2 separate regions of the Mus musculus genome follow, and region 2 is linked to region 1. Evidence: chromatin contacts called from public promoter capture Hi-C data. All regions are on one chromosome and are shown on one strand. Each heading gives the region's core, a stretch centred on a gene start, on an enhancer-like site or on the middle of the called end of the contact. The rest is flanking DNA. Distances are from core to core; before and after follow the strand shown.

The links. Capture Hi-C pulls out chosen DNA fragments and counts their contacts.
Region 2: a promoter capture Hi-C map of adipose tissue shows a contact between it and region 1. The contact joins two enhancer-like sites. A contact is called at or near these places in 1 of 15 datasets of contacts at CTCF or cohesin (large pre-B cells), 1 of 484 Hi-C or Micro-C datasets (the HPC-5 cell line), 1 of 115 datasets of contacts at active chromatin or transcription factors (bone marrow-derived macrophages) and 3 of 9 other capture datasets (adipose tissue, liver and pancreatic islet).

What each region holds. Positions count from the first base shown.
Region 1 is chr10:25,330,177-25,337,086 of GRCm38.p6, reverse strand. No RefSeq gene overlaps it. Among named protein-coding and RNA genes, the nearest start is that of Epb41l2, 26 kb to the left of the region's middle. Within about 2 kb of position 5,251, at least 145 of the 459 cell types and tissues checked have an H3K27ac peak or open chromatin away from gene starts, as enhancers often do. A contact at or near this core is called in adipose tissue, where this site is marked.
Region 2 is chr10:25,478,080-25,484,725 of GRCm38.p6, reverse strand. Epb41l2 (erythrocyte membrane protein band 4.1 like 2) reads right to left here. Exons shown (of 20, transcript NM_001199265.1): 9 at 5,565-5,717; 10 at 4,961-5,058; 11 at 346-518. Among named protein-coding and RNA genes, the nearest start is that of Smlr1, 55 kb to the left of the region's middle. Within about 2 kb of position 1,740, at least 4 of the 459 cell types and tissues checked have an H3K27ac peak or open chromatin away from gene starts, as enhancers often do. A contact at or near this core is called in adipose tissue, where this site is marked.

The sequences.
Region 1 (6,910 bases), core at 4,002-6,501:
TAAATAAAATCTTCTTGAAATTTAGTTTAAAATTTAAAAATAGAAGGGATGCCTGCCAAGGGTGTAGCTCAGTCTTGAAACTCTCCTCTAGCAAAACCCGGCCCTAGGTTTGATCCCTCGAACTGTAAAAAGGAGGCGAAGAAATGGGAACAAGACACTTAGGGATGGTAATCACACTCCAACTCTTGAGAAACAGAAGACACAAGAGAAGGAAGGACCTGTTGTTTGCTGTTGTTGTTTGGTGTTTGCGTTTTGTTTCTCGAGACAGAGTCTGATGTAGCCTAATAACAGTTTGCCCTCTAACTTGCCAGTAGCTCTCAAGTAATGATGGTCCTTCTGCTACCTCCAAGGCACGCATCATCCACCACACCGACTTTATCAGGCGCTGGGGAGTCAAATCTGGGGCTTTGTGTTGTCTGGGTGTGTGATTTTTTTCCAACAGTTCCATTCCCCAGTGGTTTGCTCTCTTTGCTGGCCGTCATCAACAGATGAGGTAAATGCACAGATTTTTATTTTAAGAGAAGGATGCCTTGCTATGTTTTAAAGGCTTATGACACCAAACTTCTGGTCTCAAGCAATCCTACTGCCTCTGTCTCACCTCATCTAGAAGTGCAGGATTGTATTTTCACACCTGGCTGCCCACATTCTTTTTCCTCTGTTTAGATAAAAGCACTGTGCCAGTAAGAAGCATCCAGGAAGAGACTTCAGCCATCTTTGAGCAGGTTGGCTTTTTAGGGTGTAGCTTAAAGAAATTTAAATGGCACATGAATTGTAAGTATCTTTGGAGGAGAAAAATCCCATCTGCGTAGTTGTAACCCGATTAGATTCCACACAATTGCTTATTTAGAAGTGGTTTCCAGTTGCTTTGGTCCCATTGTCTCCATGGTCTTGTTTTTCATCCTGTCCTCTGGGAATTTATTAGAATTGTTCCGTGATCCAATGAAAGGAGCCATGCCGCCAAACTGGAAAAAAAAAACAAAAAACAAGCAAACCAGTTTGCTTTCCCCAGCCTATTATTTTCGTCTTACTCTAAGTAAGTTTTCCCACAGGCTATATCTCCATTACCCTAAGTGAGTGTTTTTAAAAACAGTTGCCACTTCATGTGATAAATTTATATTTTTCTTCACATGTGCACATGTCCATTGATAAGTTGTGCTGTTGCTTGTATTCTTCACCTATTTATAAGAAGGACCAGTCCAACCCACACTGTTATGCTGTTCAAAAATAAATATGTATAGAGTAAAGAGAGCCAGAGAGAAATGGGCATTTCCTTACATATTTTCTTTAAAAGTCAATAATTATTTCTAAACACAAAGGAAAACCGTGGTTGACAGATATTAAATACAGTTGCTCATGTAAGCAATTAAAAATACATACAATATTTAATTATGACAACTAAGCTTTCTTTAAAAAAAAAAAAAAAAAAAAAAAGACTTTCTCCAGAGTGTTTTGACACATGCCTGTAATTCTAGCCCGTGAGAGGATAAAGCCTGAAGACCAAGTTCAAGATGACTCTGGAATATGAAGAGAGCTCTAGGCAAGCCTGGGCTAAACATGGAGCCACTGTTTCAGCAAGCAAAACCAACCAAAGCAAAATAAAATCATGCAAAAATTTCTGAAATGACAGAAAGAGCTGGTAAGTCAGATAGCAGCCAATAACAGGCCAAAGGATAAGATCAAAGTCGATCCAACAAAAATAGTGTTAAAGGCCCTATGTGTGCTATTTTAAAGCGGGTTATAACACTTTGACACAATTTGAAATTCAGTCACAGAATGAGAGAGTGTAAAATTCCTTGCGGTATGAGGGCCTTGTAGTAGCAAAGAGCTATCACCACTGGCAGATTACAGAGAATTTTTCTCAATATCTGGATTTTTTTTTTTAACTTAAACTTTAAAAAGTAAATTTAGCTGTGAAGCAACCTTACAGAACTGGTACCTGGGAATTAGGCCATTTAGTCCTTGTGAAATAGAATCTTCTTTTTAAATTTTATTTTATGTGCATGAGTGTTTTGCTTGCATATATGTCTGTGTGCCATGTGCATACAGTGATCACAGAGGCCAGAAGAAGCCATCAAATCCCATGGGACTGCAGTTAGAGAGTATTGTGAACCACCATATCATATGGGTGCTGGGAACTGAACCTGGGTCCTCTGGACGAGCAGCCAGTACTCTTAACTGTTGAGCCACCTCTCCAGCCACCTTCACTAGATTACTTGGAGATCTAGACAGGGGACTTTGGCCAGAGGAGACGGCTCAGTGGGTAAAGTGCTTGCCTCGAAAGTACCAGTCTAACTGGGATAGTGGCACATGTAGTTCCAGGACCCAAGAGGCAAAGACAGGGTGTGATGCTCTCTGGTCAGCCTGCCTTGCCTACTTGGTAATATCTAGACCAATGAGATATCCTGCTTGCAAAGCACGGTGGATGGAACTTGGGGAAGAACAGTGGAAGTCATTCTCTAACTTCCACATACAAGTAGACTAGTGTGATTGTGCATAGCTCCCATGCACATGTTTACACTCACCACACACATACCACACACACACACACTCCCCATATACACACGTAACACACACTCAAGACATACACACATTCACCACACACACACACATTTACCACATACACACACACACACACTCACTAACCATACACACACTCAACACACATATCCTCACCACAAACACACTCAACACATACACACACTCAACACACATTCACACACTAAGCGTATACTCAACACATACACACATTCACCACACACACTTAACACACACACTCAACACATACTCACCATACATATACTCACTGAACATACACATATATATACCAAACACACACATTCACACACTCATCACACATACACACACCGAATAAATGAATAACACACACAAAGGCATGGAATGCACACAACTGGTATAAATATAACATGGAAATTATAAGAGAGAGAGAAAAAGAGAGAGGAGAGAGAGAGAGAGAGAGAGAGAGAGAAAGAGAGAGAGAGAGAGAGAGAGAGAGAGAGAGATTAGACATATCCTTTTTCCAACAGAGAACTTTTTCCTCCCCTGGACAGATGTTATTTATTTTGACGTTATCTGAAGTCCACATAAATTGTTTAACTCAGCAGCAGTGGCCTGTGAGTTGAGAGCTAGGTGACCACACTTGACCTTCTTACTGGAGAAGACCTCCTTTGATGTCATTCAGTGTTTCCAGCCTCCCACAGTCACCAATCAGTGAGTAAACATTAAGATGAGGACATATGAACATGGGAAGTGAGTTTGCCATTATTTCTTTCTCATTTCCTTTATAGCCTTATACAAACATCTATCATCCCATATTTACTATGAGACTATAAACACAAAAACTACTTTGAAGTTATGACTTCAAAAGTTTTGGACGTTTCGAAGTCTAATGTGGAGGGAAGACTTACTCTAACATAAGTCCTATTTAATCAGCAAAGAACTCCAATAATTTTCAAACTTTCAAAACAAAATTATCTTCACATCTGGAAGCTATTACAGAACTCAGGGAACCATGCCATGGTTATACTCAGGAAGATATTCACATTATAAATTTTACTATAAATTTATACTTTACAAATTTCATATAAAAACAGATCTGTGGAAAGTAAAACTAAATCTGCCATTGCTGCTTGACTCTTGTTTCTCTCACTAATTAGTCATATCGTCATCAAAATATAACGTTACTGGGGGTGAACCATGACTTAGCACTCATCTGAAAGGGTAAAGGGGACGCTTGCTTTTATGAAATAGTGTATGTATATAGTTACTGATTTGTATGCTCATATAAGATACCACATAAGTACACCTTGATTTGCACTAAATATATTAAAATATGATTGACAGGGAGACTGGAGAGATGGCTCAGCAGTCTTTTCCAGAGTTCCTGATTTTAATTCCCAGCAAACACATGATGGCTCGCAACCATCTAAGATGGCATCTGATGCCCTCTTCTGGTGTGCATGAAGACAAAGCACTCATGTATCTAAATAATCAAATATTTATCAAAATCAAAACTAAAATATGATTGGCTTTCAAGTCAGCCTGAGCCTTCAGGTCTATGTTATAGGAAGAGAGTGAGTTTGCCATCTACCCAGAGCCATGGCATTCTCTGCATGGAACAGTGATAGCTTTACAGTGCAAGACGAGAAAGTGAGAGACAGGCTAAGTGTTGCTTATCTGAAATGCTTATAACCGACGAAGTTTTAAATTTTGAGGTATTTGCATGTATTAGATGTATCCATCCTATTGGCCTAATTTGTCCTAGGATAGCTGTGGATGCGTCCATACACATCTATAGATGATAAAATCACATGTAATGTCCAGAGGTTTGATCTTACGTATAACGATGAATTTCGGGGGTGAGATTTGGGTCCTAACATGTAAATAAAAGGTAATTAAAAATCATACATTTCTTGCTCTATTTTGTGTTCATGTTACTGTGTACATAGGAAGATCAGAGGACAACTTGTAGGAGCCTGTACACTTTTTCTAGCATGCATGCTCTGGGGTTTGAACTAGACCCTCAAACGTGGCAGCAAGCACCTTTACCAAATGGACCACCATCTTACCACCCCTGAAAGTAATTTTATCTAGTGTTGTGTGTGTGTGTGTGTGTGTGTCTACACAAGGCCACCTGTAGACTTTCCTACAGTTGCTGTTGTGTTGGTACAGAAAAAAAAAAAACCTTTGGGATTTCAGAGCTTTATTTTTTATTTACTTATTTATTTTTGACTCTAGTGATTAACCTAGGGCCTTTCACATGCTAGTCATGTGCTCTATATTAAGCTGCAACACTAGACTTCTTTTGTTTTATTTTGAACCAAGATCTCTTTAAGAAGCCCAGATAGGCATTGAGTTTGAGCTTCCTGCCTCAGCCATCTGCGTAGCTGGGATTATGAGTGAGGTTTTTTTTTTTTTCTTCTTCAGATTATAGAGGATAAAACTTAATAGAATGAAGTGACTAACAGTGTCCAGTTATTATGCCCAATGAGATCCCTTCCTCCCTCCCTCCCTTCCTACTGCCTCTTAACACTGGTGTCAATACGTTACCCAGGCCTTTCATGCTAAGGAGATGTCACATGAAAGTCTGTGATTAACTTCCTTACCATTGCTAATATTGTGAAACCCTAAGCAGCCTCACACATGCTCATTTCTGGGACAGGATACAGGAAGAAAGCTGTCAGTACATTGTATTCGCTTGTTGCTTAGAGACAGAGGAAGAGGACGCTTCTGTCTTGAGCCCTGATCTGAGTCATACAATGTATCACGTTTATAACATTCATTCACACTTATCCTTACTGCTCAGGGATACTGACTATAAAGCTCACATCCTTTTTGTTAGAAAACTCTGTCACTGGCTTATATAGTGTGCACAGTTGTGTTAATGGAAAAGTGCACGTCCAAAGAGTTTTTTTAAACTACTTGAGCTCAAAATGGATACGGTGCTGGTGGCTATTTAAAAACAAAAAGTGAAAGAGAAGAACTGAGGCATCTAAATAGCCCAGCAGCAGTGTTGCCAAGAAACTGCTCACTGATCCCCTGAACTGTGGAAAGAGAGCAACACAGCAGTGGAGACTCAAAGTGAGGCCTTAGGCCAGAACGGACAAAAACACAAGGGGAACTGCGAGAGCCTGTGCTCAGCTGTAATGGAAGCAGGCTCAGTCACATCTGTGACTAGTGTCTGGAAAGACTAGAACGTGGTAACTCATGAGTTAAACCCCCAGAATACAACAAGCCTCCCCAGATGTGGGCAGCTCCCTAAAAAAGCATTAGTCTGGATGTACAAACTAGGCCAGGAAGACCACTCCCTCCCTCGTGGTTATCGTCAGCTCCCAGTCCACTTGTTTTCTCTATAGAGCCGTTCCTGCAATCCAGAGGCAGAGCTGCCTGCCATTCCCATTTCAGTGCATGCACACCGGTTTAGTGATTGATAGAAAAAATATCACAGGAACAGTTCTCATTTTCTTTCTTTCTTTCGTATTTTACTATTATTCTTAAAGGTTTCATTCTTTACCTTTTACTGGCCTGGTACTCATGAGACAGCCCAGACTGGTCTTGATCTTGTGTCAATCCTCCTGCCTCAGCCTCCAGACTGCTGAAACTACATGAGAGTACCGCGCCTGACTGAAGGAACAGATTTTATTACTTGATGGATGTAGCTTTCTTTTTTACCTGGATGTAACTTTATAATAACTTCTGCTGTTTTGCATCTGGTCTTAAAAGCTTGTTATTAAGAAATGATAAATCGAGTTTAGATTTGGTTTGATAGCCAAACAAGTTATGTTTGAAAAATAAACCTTGGTTTCCCCTTCTATATATGCATGATGAGAATTCAAGCAAATGATCTAGCTTCTCTGAGCTTAGATTCCCTCATCTGAGCACATAGACATTACTACTAATAACTATCTTTGGACAAAGACTGACAAACGGAGACAGCTGTCATGTTGAGCATTACAGTCAAGCCAGGCCCCTCAACACCTCAGCCGTTAGCTCCCCAGGTACTGGCCTACTGACTGTCCTTGCCCAATATTTCAAGGTGTGTTTCCTTTCAGCACCTCAGCTGTGTTCTGATCATGGCCTAAACCACCATCATCTCTCCTCTGCGTCAGTGAAGTGCCCTCCTAAGTATTGCAACACTTGAAACCATCAAGACTGTAACCATGAGCATCCAAATGAAAGTCAAATCCTGTCAACGGGAGTTGGCCCACCTGTTCTTCCTGTCCCCGCACACTGATGCTCTTGAGGTTCCCCCACCCTCTGGATTCCACCCACTGCTCTTCCTTCTGGATCGCATGCACAATTAACTCAGAGGCATCTTTCCCACGCATAGAACCCTCTGCTGCCTGGAACGTCCTTTTCCCTCAAAAGAGTCTGATACTCTCTCTCCTCCTTC
Region 2 (6,646 bases), core at 491-2,990, 150 kb before region 1:
TAGCAACATTTTACTAATTTGGGGGTAACTGTCTATCACTTGAGACCAGTGCTCCTCAATCCTACGGGTTGTGACTTCTATGGGGGATCCATATCAGATATCCTACATATCAGATATTTACATCACAATCTATAACAGATGCAAAATTAGTTATAAAGTAGCAACAAAATGGTTTTATGGTTGGGGTCACCACAACATAAGGAACTGTGTTAAATGGTGTCAGCATCAGGAAGGCTGAAGACCACTGCTCTAGAGGGTGTCTCATGGTCTTATGACTAGATTATTGTTTTCTGACACCACTGGGCTAGAAAAGATGAGTAGAATCCAAAAGTATAAACGTGTTACCTCCGTCTAGGCTCCTCGAGACACGTTTACTAGAGGCACGCTCAAATTGTGGTGCCGGCCTGTCTATGAGGGTACTTGCTTCTCTGGTCTGTGCCTGCGTGCGGCCGCTGTAGCGGAATTTGGACCCCAGGGTCAAGAACTTGGTCTTTGGTGGCTGCTCTGGAGACACAAGCCTACAAAGAAGGAAAAAATAAAATAAAATAAGGACAAAGTCTTCAGGTGGATTAAGAAAACCAAACCACAGGTATGTATTTTAAGTTCTCATTTCATATATGATCAGTCAAAAAATTACTGCTCCACAGCCTTAATAAAAACATCCTTCCTATCTGTATGTGTGGTTTTCTTGTTGTTTTGGGTTTTTGAGACAAGTTGGCCTCCAACTCGTCCACTAAGTGCTGGGGCTGAAGTGCAGCACCAGATTGGGGGAGGGGGAGGTGGTCATAGGTAGTTTTGTAATAGTAATGTGCTCACATTTTTTTTTAAGCCCAACCAAAAGAGCAGCTGCTCTGAGTGTGTATCAAGAGTATTTATTTGATTTAGTGTAGATCACTTATGTAAACACATATGTCTGAATTTGTGCTGCTAGCTCTAAGTGTCAAGTAAAAAGCCCATTATCATTAGCAATTGTTAATGTTTATGCCTCTTTCTGGTAGGAAAAAACCCCATCTAAGTCAGGGAATCTATTCAGCTATGCAATCTGTTCCTGAAGAACAGGCAGTAGTTCTCAGAGGTGGCTAATATTCTTTCTTGCCGGTGTAACTCTACCAAGCAGTTGGGTTCATAATGCAAGAATTCAAACTTAATGACTAATAATTTTCTGATTTACGTAAAGCATGCTTTTAATAAGTACGCTTTTTTGATACAACTGAAATCATCTTTCCATTATCTGAGTCAGAAAAACACTTAACAAAAATATACTTTCAGAGATCTTACAATTTACTAATGAAGACTTTAGCTGAGAGTTCAAGAATATGGAGATTTCAATCATTTTCCAAGGAAAAGTCAGTTTTTTACAAGTTTTTTTTTTTTCTCCCTAAAATCATTCCAGGTATTCCCAGATCTTCTGCATAAGATTTTGGAAATCTTCGGCTTAGGGGAAGACGAGTTCTGAGTTAAGGTGGTAAGGAATAATCCTGCTCAGAGGGCATCTAAATCCTGTTTCCTCAGAGAGACAGTCAGGATCAAATAAGAGAAGCTAAGACATCAGGCTTTCTTGGCCCCATCTACTCATGTGGTGGACACATAAAGCCATGTGCATGTCATAAAGCACACTCCACTTTCTACCCTCAGAGATACAACAGAGCGCTGTGCTGAGAGCATGCACTCTGGGGGCTCTTCACCCCCGGCTGCCTCCTGATGGCTGGAGTCTCCCCAGCTCGCAATGCTTTATGAACATGACCTTGAACTGCTCTGCAGGAAAGCAATCAGTTATAGAAATGGGAGGAAGGCTGCTGGGCGGTACAGCCAGAGGTTGGGAAATACTCTCTAGCCAAATCCCATGGCTCCTTCTTGTCTGTCACTGAAATCCACTCAGGAATAGAGATTTAAAGACACATAGATCCTTCTTGTCTATTAACGAAGTCTACTCAGGAATAGAGAAGATTTAAAGACTCCTGCAACAAAGACACATGCACTGGGCCCTGAAAGAGATCTCAAAGAAAGATCTGAAATTACAGACAGGGCACCTGTTTTACCAAACTACAAGAAAACTTTAAAGATCACATATTTTCAAGAGATAATCCTCTTTCAAATTCTAATACATTTTCTGTTTTTTTTTTTGAACAAAATAGATTTAAAACAAACTTCTTATGCTTAAGAAAACAATTTTAAAGAAAATTTAAACTTTTTCAGGTTTGCAATTGTTAACTTACTTTTTGTAACTAGACCTGGGGCCCACTGTCACCTCAACTCTAGACACATCCAAACCACAGCTCAATGGGTTGCTTGCTTTGTTTTGTTTGAGGGTTTCACTATGTTGCTTGAGCTGGTCTTAAACCATGAACTCAAGTGACAGCCTGCCCCAGTCCTGTCTCTGTCTGCTCTCACTGTCGTTGTGCAGGTATATGCACCCGCGTGCACACACAATCACACACACACACACACACACACACACACCCGTGTGCACACACAATCACACACACACACACCCGCGTGCACACACAATCACACACACACACACCCGCGTACACACACAATCACACACACACACACCCGCGTGCACACACAATCACACACACACACCCGCGTGCACACACAATCACACACACACACCCGTGTGCACACACAATCACACACACACACACACACACAGAAAGCTGAATCACAGGCAGCACCTCGTCAGCACTCTCCTCTGACAGCTCAGGGATGCAGACTTGAAGCAACTTTTTTGTTCAGCGTATTGGAAATTTAGGAAAAAGCAAGTGCTGCAAGCCTTGACCTCTGAGCCATCACTAGAGCCGCTGCTGAAATGCTCTGTCTTAGGAGAACATAAAACAATTAGTCCTTAAAATGAGCTTGAGGGTGAGCTTGGTTTTGCTGTCCCTCCACCCAATCTGAAAGCTGCCCGTTCTCATTACCATGGGCTGAGAAGACATCTACTGTCCATGTCCACATGAAAGGATCGCTACAGAATCAAATGTCTTCTCATTCATTTTCTGGTAAGGTTAGAGTCAGTTGGTTACAGTTTAAGTATATATCCAGACATTTATCCATTAGAGCATTTTGTGTGAGATGTTTTACATACATCATCACTTATTTCTTTTTGGTCTTACTTCTATAAAACAACAAACCATTGCACTCTAAGACAATAAAGTGTGTCTAGCAATAACAGCATTCCTAGCACCTGTCATTTCCAACAGGATGCTTGCTGTTGGCATCATTCTTTGATGGCAAGCCTGCTCTCTGTCCACTCTAGACCTATAGGGCCGACGCCATTATCTAGCTTTATATGAGGCAGGCCCACACTTCTTCAGAAAACATTGATTCTAGCTACCAAGAAACATCTAAACTTTTCAAGGACTTCTACAATTATTATAGCTGAGTCAGACAGATTCAAATATATGCTGAATTATATGTCTTCTCTAAAATTAGCATATTAGAGTATTCTTGAAAATAAATCTGTTCCATTTCACTGCAAGAACCAGTCATTTGTAATAACTACAATGTTTTTAAAGTGGTACTGATGACATTATTTTTCATTATTATACACTAGAAACAGCTTGTTTGCTTCTCATGTAAAATCTCATTTAATTTTGAAAACAAGCCCATAAAGAAATAAAGGACCCTTTATTAGTATCACGCAGGGATAATGAAGGGGAAACAGAGGCTGTCTAGCTTGTCACTATTCCATGGCTAGTGTGGCAGCACAGTGCTTGGTCCTAAGTCTGGAGACAACACTTAACCCCATCTGGCTTGATAAACCAGTGAGCAAAGGCAGAGGAGATGAAGGCAATGAAGGCCAGCAAACGACTTGGCAAAGAGCAGCCCTGAGGAAGGCCTTAAGGAGATAATACAAGAGCTGTGGCCTGGAGTCAAAGGAGGTTTGGAGAGTTTGTTGGTATTGTTGCATGGTTATTTCTCTATGTAGACAAGGCTAGCCTTGAACTCAGAAAGCCACCATGCTTCTACTTCCCACGTACTGAGATTTGAAGTTTAGGAGCTCTTAGGGGAATTTTTTTAGTTTGGGGCTTTTGCTTTGGAAAGCATGGGTATGTAACTGGCCAAAGAAGCCAGAGGTATCTATGGTAAAGTAAATTTGCCAAGCAGGATGCCTTGATGTCTTCTAGACTGACTGTGTTGAGGCCTCTGAGCCCTTGAAGCATTCAGTACCCTAAGTGCTGACGCACAGTTCTCACTCAGCGCCCTTCAGCTACAAAGGACTGGAGACTACTCCCAAAGTCATCAATAGCTTCCTTTCCCCAGAGAGTTAACTTGGAATTGATGATAATACAGGAGGGATGAAATAAATAAACCAAAACAATGTCTATCCATCCTTAAAACAGGCAACATTAAACAAGGAAGGTGGTAAGATGGAGCGATAATACTTTTGGAAGGAAAAGAGGTGATTAAAGAAAGGTGGGGTGTTTGTGACCCCCGATTTCTACAGTGACTGCACTGCACTGAGAGCAATCCTGAGGCCAGGCCAGTGTGAACGGCTCTAGAAGACTGAATAGTTCAGATGCTAAGGGAGGCAGAAGGGCTGGCGGGCTGGTGGGCTGGCAGCAATGAGGACCCAACTAGTGCTGAAAAAGAGTTTTCTGAAATAGCATTGATACCCAAGGTTGTGACACTGCATCAATAACCACAGAAACGGCCATGTCAGGACATCAGATTAAACCAGTAGCAGCACACTGGGGTAGCTAGTGTGTTAGGACACAGGGGCTTGAGAGCAGGATAGATCCTCTCTGAACAAAAGGACCAATGATAGGCCCATGGTGGTGATGGGGAGAGAGGAGGCAAAGAACCAGATGGCACACTGAAGCATGGCTACAGGCAACAAAGATAGCCATTGTGAAATACAACTCTGATGTAGGACACAGATGCATCTGCCATGCCATCCGTCCCATCTGGCTTGGACAAGGTACAGCTGGCCACTCCATGAGACTTCTTCCCTTACCTGTAGAAAGTGTGATGTTCCACACACACCTTCCATAGCCGTTTAGCTGCCCGGTGGTTTGGCAATTTGAATCCAATGGTACTCTCAAACTGTTCCAGCTGGAATAGACCCATAAAAACAAAATCAGCCTATTCTTTAACCAAGGGCTATATGCTACGGTAAGCAGATGCAGTCGTTTCTGGCAGAAGGAATTCTTCTTTAGTAAATAACTGTCAGTCAATCTATATAATCATACAAGAAACACATTCCCGACTGCGATACTGTTTCTGTGAAAAGCAGTATGAATTGCCGACTGCCCAAGCAAACTGACTGCTCAGTGCCACTACAGCACATTCCATCACTTACCTGAGTCAGCAACAACAAAAAGCTCCTACTATGTGTGGGAGAGGGAATAAAAGAATCCTTCTTGTGAACAATCTAGTAATTTTGTAAATCAGCAACAGGAATGTTCATATATCATCAAGAATGATGTCTTGTGTAGCATAAAGAACAAAGAAGGGTTTCCTTCTGCAATATTTTTATGGAAGAATTCATTTACCCCTCCTAAGAGGAAGGGGTCACTGACAGTGCTTTAGCCACGCCAAGGGTACAGGACACTGCTCACCTCTGCTGGTCTAACTTTAATGTAGAAATTACTGCGCTTATAGGAAATTTTCAAAATCTTCGGCCAAGCAAAACGATTGATCCTTAGTCTGTCTTTGTAAATGAGAAGGCCATTGGCACACACACCCAGCTTGATGTCCACACCTTCAGAGTCCTGCCAAGTATGACCGATGGTACAGTTAGAGTGACAAGTTAGGTAGACTGAGGCAAATCAAACTTCAAATGAGTGAAAATGTCAACTTAATATGATTACATTTAAACGTTAGTGAGAGTGCCTAAATTAACTCCACTAATAAGATGATCCATCTTCAGGGATCAGGTTGAATTTGCAAAATGATGTGAAAATATCATTTACAAGACATAACCTGTAAAAGATTTAATTTATGCATTTTCAAGTTCTGCAACAAGGAACTTAACAAGTTAACAAGGAAGAAACAACCGCCAGATGGAGGTATTTTGAGGCTACAGGACAGAGCACGCCCCTGGAACAAGTCTGTCCCCATGGACAGGCTGCCTGGCCTGCTCTAAGGTACATTCTACTATTTTATCACCAAACTTACATGGCTATGCTAGCTGGCAGCTGGTAAGATTATACCTATAAACCTGTCTTCTAGAGTGTTGAGGCCTCTGAGCCCTTGAAGCATTCAGTACCCTAAGTGCTGACGCACAGTTCTCACTCAGCGCCCTTCAGCTACAAAGGACTGGAGACTACTCCCAAAGTCATCAATAGCTTCCTTTCCCCAGAGAGCTAACTTGGGATAGATGACAATACAGGATAATCCCACGCCTGAAGAGTTTGGTTTATTTGCTCACATAAACAAACACACAAAAGTAAAGAGCAGTCAGCTTCAAGTGTGTTTAAAAAGGAAGCACGGGACCCTTCCCTTCCAAAGTCACTCAGTACTTAAGATAAGAGATGCACAATGCTCAGAACACACAAGCGCTCTTTCCATCAGGGCCCAGATAATCCCAGTCAACACAGAGAAACTCAACAGTACGACTCAAGAGAGGTGCACTTGTTAAGAAATCATGAACAATATGGGATAAAATTTCACACAGAGCAAAGACAACACATTAAGAAGT